Regions from separate parts of the Mus musculus genome. Here all the other regions are linked to region 2. Evidence: chromatin contacts called from public HiChIP or PLAC-seq and Micro-C data. All regions are on one chromosome and are shown on one strand. Each heading gives the region's core, a stretch centred on a gene start, on an enhancer-like site or on the middle of the called end of the contact. The rest is flanking DNA. Distances are from core to core; before and after follow the strand shown.

Region 1 (3,498 bases), core at 471-2,970, 58 kb before region 2:
TGTTAGAGCTTGGCAACAGGTTGTATGCTAGGCAAAGTTGGACTGACTGTAATGGGCAAGAAAGAAACTGCAGTATGCCAGGTGAGTCTGTAGTCGAAATAGGATTCAGCTCCGCTCGCTTCCACAAATGTTTACAGAGGGGTCATATCACTTCAGCTTTAAATTCTGATTCCTACCAGAAGCTCTGAACTAAAAGTCTCTTCTTACAAGAGGCTACACAATCTCATCAGCCACACTTCATGCAACCTGCCTGTTAGTCATTTCTACCTTCAGCAAAACCTGCTTTCTTGTTTTTCTAGTTAAACAGGACACACTATTGTTAAGAGACCCATCAGCCTCTCAATACTGTTCCCTTCACCAGGACAGAAGTGCACTGTGCCACACTTCATGTCTTCCACTGTGAGTTGGTCAGCCTGTCTTCCACATTCCTTTCCAATGCAATATACATATTCCTTCCCAATACTTGGCCCCTTTTGTAATTACATACTTGTTTGACTTTCCATCTTGTCTATAGTAGTCAAGCTACAAAAAAAAGACCATATCTCTCTAACTCACTACTGTAATCCTACATTTAACTGGCACATGGCAGACATTCAACAAAACAAAACAAACAAACCTGAGCAGATGAATACAAAAATAAATATCTTTACACTCTAGCAATGCACACTTTATTACTACAAACTCTAGTTGGAGAAGATAGTGGGAGAGTAAGGTTGCTAAACTGAGGAGAGTGAAGTATTCCGGACAGGGAACTGAGCATACACAACCATGTGCGAGTGTTGTGCCATCTGATGGGCTGAGAAAATATGATAGTGGAGGAGAGGCCTGAAAGGCCTTAGATAATAAGCTATTGGGTAAGGGCCTTAAATACTGCAGAAGTTCAGGGTCCAGTGTTGTAAACAGGGATGTCATGGGCTTTTAAGAAAAATGACAGCCAGATTGGTCTTTAGAAGGTAACTCTGGCAGCAAGCAAGCAAAGAAAGAAGGCTATCTAAATAAGAAGTTATAGCAATAAACTATTTCAGATGAAATACATTTGAGCTGGCCAACCTTTCCTACAGAAAAACTTTCTGTGTGTTAGTACAGGCTGAGTAGGGGGAAGTGTGTTTTTTGGAAAGACAAATGTCTTAGCAGGTACGAGTGGAGGCCATAACAGAAAACCCAGGAAATATCTCTGCCACCACTTAGCTACCTGTAACTCCAAGAAATCTGTACCTCTTAAAGGCCCCTAAAAACAGAGGACATAGATGCCCAGATTCCAGTAATGAAGCAAAAACCAAAAGTGTGTCTTCCCCATGTGAGAGGGCCATTTTGCAGCCTCCACAAATATATACGGAAGCACAAGAAACCCAGGCTATGCGGTCAAGAATGTAAACAATCCTGACACAGGGGGTGAGGGTGACAAGAAAGGGGCACACGGCAGGACCATTTGTCCCTCCACGCTAAAACAGTCCTGGTTTCTGAAAGAATTCTCGCATGCCCGGTGTTTATTTTTGGAGTAAATGCTGGTCATCTGGGAAACCCTAAGGTAACTGCAGTCACCTGTAAGGCCTCACCGGAAGTCGGTGACAAAACCCAAAATCCAACCACCCACCATAAAAAGGGAAACTGACAGCCAAAAAAGTCGCCGACACAAGACAAAGTGTATGCTGCCCGCGATCACGATGGCATCAGAGTCAGAAGGTCGCAGGCCTTCTCGCGCGCGTTCTACCTGCCCACGAGGGCTCTGGTCATCAGGGACCCCAGGCGCGACAGGGATGCGCGTGGGCCGAGACAGTGGCCTTTCCACAGCGCTAGACCAGGCCCCAAAGGGCCAGCGAGGGTCCGCGGGGTGCAGGACCAGGGAGCCACCTCTCTCTTCCGCAACCCGGCCTAGCCGAGGCTTGAGGGAGAGGGCGCTAAGTTCCCGGGGACCTAGGCCTGGGCAGGGGTAAGACCTGGATGCCCAGACCGCTCCCCCGAGTCTCCTTCAGCCCCCCGGGGCGCTATGCGGGATAACGGCCGCCTTGCAGTCACCCTGCTGCGGAGGGAGCCCACGTCCAGCCAGCGACCCCGGGCCTCCTTCCCTGCCTCCTTCCACGTTCCCACCCCTGCCGAGAGCACCGCCCCATTACTTGATTAGGTCCCTGTAGTCCACGAAGGATAAGATGAGCAGCAGAGGGTCGGTGGGCAGCGACTCCAGGGTCAGCAGCCCCGTCTCGGCCTCTACGGCAGCCATCTTGCCCGGCCCGCTGCAGCCTTGGCACCACCCCGGCCCCGCCCCCGCCCCCGCCGCCCGAACCGCTCGGCGGCCGCTAGCACAGGTTAGTTATGTAACTGTCACCCGGCCCCAGCCCCGCCCCCGGGATGCCCCGCCCACCCCGCGGTCAGCCCTGCGGGGGCGCTGCTGTCCCTGCCAGTCTGTTTCTGAGTCTTTGGTCTCTTCTTCCACGCATTTTATATCTCGTATCCTCAAAGCCTCTCCCTAAATCTTACACTAACCCTACCTGGCCTTTGGGTCCCAAACCCATTGCTTCATTTCCAATCCATGGTCTCTGTTGCCAGCCTCGGACTCCCATTGCCACTCACCCCCACCTGCACTCGGAATTGCTGCTCTGAGCCCTGTCCACTTAGCAAGGAAGGAATGATGGGGAAAGAGACACAGGGGAAGGCATTCCAACTTTGAAATGATAGGGAGGTTATAATTCTTCCATGGCCCACAAGGCAAAAAACTGTCCTTCAAAAAAACCGAAAATGACCTCTGGATAAATTCCTTGTCCAACAAATGTTAATTGCCCAAGCCCTTACCACCAGGCTTCTAAACCTACTGGTCCCAGAGAAAGTTTCTTCCAACTACTTAAGTGTAAGAAATAATCAAATGTGAGTATTTTCCACCAAGTGCTATAAAACTTGTGTTTAGGACAAGGAATTTGATTCTTTTTAACCTTCTGAGCACACCCTCTTGATAAACATAAATTTGTCTTGTCTAGACACAATAGTTGGAGTGGTGGTCTCTTTCTTTTCTGAACCGGCCTGCAGGTCTGTCTGCAAGGGAGAGAGTGGGGATGGAGGGGCAAGAGATTCGAAGAATGGAAACAAGACAGGGTATATAAGCACAAGCTGGGGAGTCCAGGATGTGTCTGAGAAAAACAGGATATTATTATAGTGTGTTCAGCTGTGGTGGGCTGCTTGCAAAAACATCATGCTAGGAAAACAAGTCTCTCATCAGGGTGGAAAAGTACCAACCTGTAAGTAAATAGCCCGCGATGGCTGCAGAGATGGTAGTAGTTTCTGCTAAGAGTCAGCTCCCAACAATTTTCAACCTCAAACTTTCTTTCTTTCTTCCTTCCTTTCTTCCTTTCTTTCTTTCTTTCTTTCTTTCTTTCTTTCTTCTTTCCTTCTTTTTAAAGATTTGTTTATTATATGTAAGTACACTGTAGCTGTCTTCAGACACATCAGAAGAAGGCATCCAATCTCATTACAGATGGTTGTGAGCCACCATGTGGTTGCTGGGATTTG
Region 2 (3,710 bases), core at 153-2,652:
AAGTCATTAGCAGTGCCTTTGGTCTTGTGTTAACAAATCCCTTCAAAGGATTAGATGAGGACTTCAAAGGAATAAAAACTCAAAACCAGACAGCTAATGACTCTTAAAAGGGCATTTGTGTGGACGTGGAAAAAAAAAAACCGATACCTTCGTTCCTGGCTCCCCTTGTTAAGGCTAGAGAATGGGCTAGGAGGGTACAGGCTGTGGAATGGGGAAGGGAGGGGGGGCTGTTCTTTGCAAACCAGCGCAAAGCTCAGAGCACTAGACAGTACATGCTCATTAAAGCTCTGGTTCGCTGACACACACACACACAGCCCTTCTGAGAGTTCGATGAGATTCTGCTCCCTAGAAAAACATACTAGACAGAAAAAAAAATGTGCACTAACTTTCGAGGTTCACATGCCCGCACTAGGAAACTCAGGGGAGGGGCGAACATGTACCGGGAGGAACGACAGATTAGCAATTCTAGAAGTCTCTGGAGGCCAGAACCAGTTCCCAGGTGGACAAGCGGACCTCATCAACTGTCCGCTCTACTCCGGGCCTGGTAGGAGAGTCGACGTCGGAGACCCCGGGATGTTCTAGTTGGGATGCCCCCCTTTCCAAGGCCAAATGGACAAAAAGGAAGGGAACCTGGAGAGGGTGGGACGAAAAGGGAGAAGGCAGAATCTTGTCCTCCACTCTCCCTGCCCTGCACCTGTGCCTCAGAGCTCCGGGTGCCAGCTCCTGGGCAAACTTTCTGGCCCTGGTAAAGGTTTGGGGAGCTTTCCAGATAGCCCGGAGCGGTCCGCAGGGTCGATCCCAGTTACAGCTTCCGCCGCCCAGTCCCTCTCGGTGTTTCCAGAGTCACCCGCGAGGAAAGAGAACCCCTGGGAGACGGAGGGATCAAGGGCACGCTGCGGGCGCGCACCTGGAGTCAGCCCCTCGCGCCTAGCCTGGGACCCTGTTTGGGGTGCCGGAACAGAAGCGCCACACTTACTCAGACGGGTCCAGGCTCTTCCTTTCGATGGCCGAGGACATTGGGGAGGGGGGCGGCGTGCCGGGCGGCGGGGGCGCTCCCTTTGTGGCGCGTGGCTGGCTAGCTGCCTGGACTCGGACCCCCTCGGGTGCTCGGGCGCCGCCGCTCCTGCGCCTCCTCTTGCTCGGTCGCTCCGCTGGCGAGCTCGCCCCTCCACGCTCAAGGACAGTCACCGCGCTCCCTTCAAACGCCAAAGAGAGAGAGCGAATCATCCAGCTGCCCGGCGCGCGGCGGCCAAGGCAGGGGGCCGGGGAGCAGCCCGGCCTCCCTCCGGTGGCTGCGACAGCTGCCGCTGCTCAGGACTTAACCTTCCATCCCGGTCCCGCTGCCGTCACCACAGCCGCCGCCGCCGCCGCCCGGTCCCGATCGCGCGCAGTAGCCGGCTCCGCCCGGTCGCCCCGAGCCCCTCGCACCTTCGCCGGGGTCGGGGCGCCGGGGGCAGTGAGGGGGCGGCGGCCTGGGGGCGGGGAGCTGACCGCGCGGCTCTCCCCAGGCTCCCTCCTCTCTCGCGAAGGTCTATTTTCGCTCAGCTTCCCTCTGTCTCTGGTTTCATTTCCTTTTTCCTGATCACGATTCAAATACAATAGAAGGAAATCACATTTAAAGAGACAGCTGCCCGCCCCCTCCCCCCTTTTTTTCTTCCTTTTTTTTTTTTTTTTTAAACGGGGCTCCTGGGGATTAGCAATCCAAATAGCGGCGGCGGCGGCGGCGGCGGCGGCAGCGGCAGCAGCAGCAACGGCGACAGCGGCAGCCCTGACTTGGCTTCTTAAAAGGGCCCGCGGCAGAGACCGAGAGTCTCCCCTGAGCCCCTCTCCTGGGGCAAGAATCCCGCTGCCACTAAACTGTCTTTTTCAGAGTTCCCCTTCTTCTGCCTTTCCCTTTGGCCTCAGGCTGAAAGTAACCACTCGCCCGTTCCAGCAGGAAAGAAAAGACAAGAATGTGAAATAAGCACCTGCAGAAATGCAAGCGTTGCTAATGGCTGGCTAGCGCGCGCTCGTCTCGGGTTCGAGGTCCCAAGTCCACAGTCGTGGTGCTCTGCGATGCCCGAGACAGTGCGGCTCTGCTGGCGGCAAGCTAGTAGCTGCGACTGCTCTCCAGAGAGGGGCGCAAGCTGTGTGACCAGGAACCTCACGCGCTAGGTGCGCCTGAGCAGAGCTGGGGGCAGCTAATCCCGCAGGGAGGGTGTCTGGGAGGGACCACGTTGTCCGGGTCTCCTCTCCATCTGCTGGCGGCAGAATTCCCTCCCCTAGCCTCTTTCAAAGAGCGAACTCCAGCGGTGAGGCTGGCCCTCTCTGTAAAGTATCAGCAGCAATACTTGCTTGGACCGGAGGAAGTTCCTTCCCGATAAAAAGACTTTCAGTTATTACTTACTATTATTTTGTCTTATATAAAACAAAGAAAAGGGCAGGTTTCTCCTTCAAGCTTGAAGACAAGTTCTAGAAGGAGAAAGAAATACAGAAGGGAAGAGATGGATTCCAGCTAGCTACTTTTCAGGAGAAAAACCTAGGTCCCCCTGGGCCTTGAGTTCCTTGAAACTGAGTCCAGAAATGATCGTTCAAGGCCCGTTAGCTTATGATGATGACAGTCTTCAGGTTTGTAAAGAGGAAAGTCCCGAGTGCTCTCAGAATCCATTGTTTAGTAAGAACAGCCCGGATCAAAGACATAGGCATTTCAGCCCCAATTTAAAGATTGCTTTAATAACCTAGACCAGCTCACCCCGGAAGATGATAGTCAGAAATGAATTCCCGGATTCCCCGTACTGAGCAAAGTCCTCCCTGATTTCTCCCTAGCAATAGCCTGAACCACTACCCACAGATTCGTGTCATTTCCCTCTCTCTCCATGTCCTGACACGTATACTGAAAGGGAATAATTAAAATCTGTGTTTGTGCGCCTGCCCTCGTGTTGGTCCAAAACCCACCTTCAGTGTATAAAAAGATATTTTCTATTTAAGTCCTTAGTTTTTCTAAATTAAAAAACAAATTTTTTACAATGTTTAGGCAAGCCTAAATTATATGATAAATACATAACTTGTTATTCTACTTTCATTTCTATCTGAAGTGAAAATAAACATTGTTAGTGGTAGCACAGGCCAGTAATCCCAGGTCAGGCAGGGCAGGAGCATTAGGGATTCTAAGTCATCCTCCCCTACAAAGTTCGTCACAGGCCAGTCTGGGCTACAGGAGACAGTGTCTCAAAACCAAAACCAAAAGAAGAAAAAGAAACAATGAAAACACACGGGTTGTGATTAGCAGTATATCTACTTAATAATGATGTTTTAATGCCGAGCCACTAGAACCATATTTCCTGGGGTTGCTTTAGACTCTTATCAGCTCATGTGACTAGGAAAACTACCTTCAAGATACGGCATGAAGAAAGTGGCTGAGGAGTTTGCCTGTATTGTAACCTCCCTTTTACCATCATGTGAACTCAGCTGAACAAGCAGAATTTACACTTTCAGCATCCTTGTTAGTAAAATGGGAATAATGGGATTTACTAACTAGAGGGTTTGGTGTAAGGATTGATGGAACTATACACCCATCATGTGGTACATGGATCTCTAATGAAATGGGAGCATATATATATATATATATATATATATATATATATATATATATACACATATACATATATATGTATATATATATACATACACACATATATACACATATATGTATATCTGTATATATGCATATG
Region 3 (3,853 bases), core at 749-3,248, 43 kb after region 2:
GCTGAAACAGTGGGTTATTAATGATCACATACAGGGAGTCCAATTTGTAAAACAGTATGCACATAGGAGTACATGAATGCACATAAATACATACATGTATACACATACTCTCTCACACACACATGTGCACACACGTGCACACACACTCATACATGCACTCTCACACAGTCTTACATATACTCTTTCTCACATACACATACTATCTTTCTCCTACATACACACACTCACACACAGAGAGAGAGAGAGAGAGAGAGAGAGAGAGAAATACACACACACACACACACACACACACATATTGGTTTGCGGGATGAAAAATAACATACTTTGTCTGAACAGCCTGCATAGCGCCATCATTTAATGGTCAATGAGTGACTATCTCAGTAGGGCTATTTTTTTCCCTATACTTTCTAGATATTCTCTAGTAAGTGTCATTATTTATATAACAAAGAAGGGATATCATTGTGCAACAGGGTGAAATACGGAGTAGAAGATCAAGGCAAAGCTGTGTGGATTAGTTAATTTTGTTAGAATGGAAAGTGAGTTGTGCTGTCAAGTCTGAAAAATAAATTCAAGCTCAGCAGGGCAAGGTGTGCCCACTGATGCAGTAGCAACGTGGCTGCCATGGGGGTAACCAGCTGCATTCTGATTGGATTTTAGACCTACTCCACAAGAGGGAAATCATACCTGGCCCTTGAAACCTAGCCAAAAAGCCCATGATCATGGAGGCTATGGGCCATAAGGGGAAAACTACTATTTTTGATATGCTAAATGGCCATGTTGTCAAACTGTCTTCTTAATCTATATTATATACCCATAGGCTTCTGCTGCAATTAACATTGGCCAGAGAAGAGTCTTTTTGTAGTAGGCAGTCATTAATGCAGAGACTCATAATTGCTCAAGGTACTGAGAATAAGTGAGTGTTGAGTGTTCAACTCTATATCAAGCCTCCATTCTAGGCTCAGGGAACATCATGGGAGATGAGGCAGAAGGAATGTCAGAGCTGGAGGCTAGGGAGAAGTGCTATGAAGTGCTGTCTTCTGGACATGCCGTGCCCTTTGCTGGTGTTAATTCACAGTAGCTGAGGTTACCTGAACAATATCAAGCCAGCAAAATTCCAGCATGCATGGGGAGCCTCACGGGCTGCACTCCTAGCAATTAGTGGCTGCCGAGGAAGGGAGAGCCATTTTTCACTGGGAGCGGGGCCTCTAGTAGGTTGCCCATGCTCCAGTGGATACCCCACCCACGAGCATACGGGCAGCGATAATTGGACTCAGTGGGTCATTTCTTTTAAAAAGCAAGAAGTCATAAAGTTAGGAGGGAGACATGTTGAAGGGACCAGAAGAAGGAGGTAGGGGATAAATATGATCAAAATATATTGGGTACAAGTATAAAACTCTCAAATAATAAATTTAAAATATTATGTTTAAAGAGAGAGAGAGAGAGGTGGGATTTGGCCTCTCCCCAGAGCAAGAGGCTGCTGGATCAATCTGGCTCCTACCCCATACACAGTCTGGAAGTGGGCAAAGAAGTTTGCCCCAGGCTTTGTTCTACATTTTTAGTGGGGCAGGGCCAACTTCAGCCAAGTTATTAAGCACTGCCCTATCACTCTTCCCATGGCTGCTCTCTGCTGGGCCTCCTGCCCCACCATTAAGCCAGCTGTTGTTGTTTTGTAGAGGCTAATTAACTCCACACTGCATGAAGCCAGACACTAATTGGCCCACTCACTTAATCAACTTTAATGTCTCTCTTCTGTTGGACACGGCTGCTGCTCTCTGTTCCCCTGATCATGAGCAAAGGCAGTTCCAAGGGAGCACCAGCAGCCTCCAAGAGGTGTGGGTAGACCTGGCTCTGGTCACTGCTTCCAGAGGCTGGAGGCACATTCTGACCCTTACTGAGTACAATGGACAGACCCACAGGCTCATGATCACTGGGGCCTCATGGGACCTGAGCTTATTACTTCTTCTCTTCCAAGCATTGCATGATACTCTGAGTCATCACATGGTTGGTTCCTCAGGAGAATTGGCCTCAGCTGTCTGTGCTGACCCGTAGTTAGGTCTCTAAAAGAAGCCTAACCAATTGTTGGAACTGCCTGTCTTAGGGTTTTACGGCTGTGAACAAACATTGTGACCAAGGCTACTCTTATAAGGCCAACATTTAACTGGGGCTGGCTTACAGGTTCAGAGGTTCAGTCCAATATTATCAAGGTGAGAACATGGCAGCCTCCAAGCAGGCATGGTGCAGGAGGAGCAGAGAGTTCTACATCTTCATCTGAAGGCTGCTAGCAAAATACTGACTTCTAGGAAGCTAGGACAAGGGTCTTAAAGCCCTTGCCCACAGTGACACATCTATTCTAACAAGGTCACACCTCCAAATAGTGCCACTCCCTGGGCCAAGCATATTCAAGCCACGACACTGCCTTTCACTGAGTGCACCACCCCATATGCACAAAGAGTAGTAGACAGGGAGTCAAGTCCTTTTCAACATAATGAGACACAACAGGGTACAAAAACATTGTTTTTAATTTTTTAACAAGGTCTTACTATGCATCCTAGGCTGACCTTGTGACCTCCTGCCTCTGCCTCCTCTATGTCAGGACTGAAGCATTAGAGCCACCACTCTTACCTGACTTCTCTAAGGAGAGTGATAATATTTATGCTTGTGACTGAAATGATCTGCATGTTCCCGTAAGACCAGAGCCAAGACGTCTTATCGCATCCATTCAGGGAGGAGAGATGAGCTTCCTTAAGGACAGAGTGGGGGCACTCCCCAGGGTTCAGATCCCACGCACCAGAACCTGTCACTATGTTAGATTATTTGGCTCAAATGACCTGGTGATGTGATCAAACTAGGAGCTGGAGATGGGAACTCTGGGTAATTGCACAGTCCTTATAAGAAGGCAAAAGAGGTGGAGCCAGGGAGAAAGATGCAAGAACAGAAGTCAGATAGGAGAACAGATACTAAACTGTTGCCTTTGAAGATGGAGGGAAGGCCATAAGCCAAGGAAAGCAAGAAGCCTCTAGAAGCTAGAAACTACCAGGAATTAAATTTTCTTTTGAAACCTCTAGCACATTGGTTCTCAACCTTCCTAATTTGCGACCTTTTAATACAGTTCTCTGTGTTGTGGTGACCCCCAACCATAAGATGATTTTGTTGCTACTTCATAACTATAATTTTGCTACTGTTGTGAATCATCATACAAATATCTCATATGCCTGATATCTGATATGGGACTCACAAAGGGTCATGACGCACAGGTTGAGAACTGCTGCCCTAGAAGGACTTGTGCCTCTATTTTTTCAGACTTCTACTCTCCAGAATTATAGGAGAGTTAAGCTCTAAGATAAGTGGTACTCTGTGTTTCCATTTTTTTTTACTTTATTTATTTATTTATTTATTTGAGGGCATACTGGTGGCAGTCCAAGGACAATTTGTGGGAGTTGACTCTCTTCTTCTGCCATGTGAGCTTTGTGGGTCCCAAGAGATTGATCTTGAGTTGCCAGGCTTGGCAGCGAGTGCTTTTTCCCACTGATCCACCTTGCCAGCCCCGTTTAGTAGCCATTTGTAATAGGAGACCTTGGAAGCTCAGACTTCATTTGTTACAGCAACACAAGAAAGCTAACTCAGTATGTAGCAGAGTGTGCAGGCCTAAGTAAATCAGTGACCAGTCCAAGGGCACTTGGCCTTACTGGTAAGATCTGTCCTTCCTTGAGGTTCTGCAATCCAGCGCTGTGTAGGACGGGGCATTACCCAGGCCTTTCCTCACAGCTCTGTGCCCCTGGCCTCTTCCCTAACCCATTCCACACTCTCTGCCCTCCATTTCACTCCTCTTTCTCCTTAGGCATCTAAAATCTCA

What was found. Hi-C and Micro-C count contacts between places; a contact is called where the count stands out from the background. HiChIP or PLAC-seq counts read pairs in DNA pulled down with a chosen protein or histone mark.
Region 1: a contact with region 2 is called in a Micro-C map of embryonic stem cells, with 2.9 times the contacts expected there. The contact joins the promoter of 4931422A03Rik here to the promoter of Lmo2 in region 2. A contact is called at or near these places in 1 of 39 promoter capture datasets (macrophages), 2 of 484 Hi-C or Micro-C datasets (embryonic stem cells and nephron progenitors), 1 of 115 datasets of contacts at active chromatin or transcription factors (memory CD8 T cells) and 4 of 9 other capture datasets (adipose tissue, liver, macrophages and 1 more).
Region 3: a contact with region 2 is called in an H3K4me3 HiChIP or PLAC-seq map of bone marrow-derived macrophages, with 4 times the contacts expected there. The contact joins the enhancer-like site here to the promoter of Lmo2 in region 2. A contact is called at or near these places in 9 of 39 promoter capture datasets (the 3T3-L1 cell line, 3T3-L1-derived adipocytes, the HPC-7 cell line and 5 more), 1 of 15 datasets of contacts at CTCF or cohesin (large pre-B cells), 21 of 484 Hi-C or Micro-C datasets (B cells, the C10 cell line, the CH12 cell line and 13 more), 13 of 115 datasets of contacts at active chromatin or transcription factors (the 230-238 cell line, the HPC-7 cell line, bone marrow-derived macrophages and 8 more) and 3 of 9 other capture datasets (adipose tissue, liver and pancreatic islet).

Annotation. Positions count from the first base shown.
Region 1 is chr2:104,026,583-104,030,080 of GRCm38.p6, reverse strand. 4931422A03Rik (RIKEN cDNA 4931422A03 gene) reads left to right here and starts at 1,720. Exons shown (of 5, transcript NM_175161.3): 1 at 1,720-2,303; 2 at 2,794-2,859. The coding sequence starts at 2,858. Fbxo3 (F-box protein 3) reads right to left here and starts at 2,282. Exons shown (of 11, transcript NM_212433.1): 1 at 2,115-2,282. The coding sequence starts at 2,218.
Region 2 is chr2:103,967,979-103,971,688 of GRCm38.p6, reverse strand. Lmo2 (LIM domain only 2) reads right to left here and starts at 1,402. Exons shown (of 3, transcript NM_008505.4): 1 at 977-1,402. The coding sequence starts at 1,227. The region is part of intron 1 of Gm38515 (a long non-coding RNA gene); the gene reads left to right.
Region 3 is chr2:103,925,781-103,929,633 of GRCm38.p6, reverse strand. No RefSeq gene overlaps it. Among named protein-coding and RNA genes, the nearest start is that of Gm39896, 8.5 kb to the left of the region's middle. Within about 2 kb of position 1,998, at least 34 of the 459 cell types and tissues checked have an H3K27ac peak or open chromatin away from gene starts, as enhancers often do. A contact at or near this core is called in adipose tissue, bone marrow-derived macrophages, embryonic limb bud and 1 more, where this site is marked.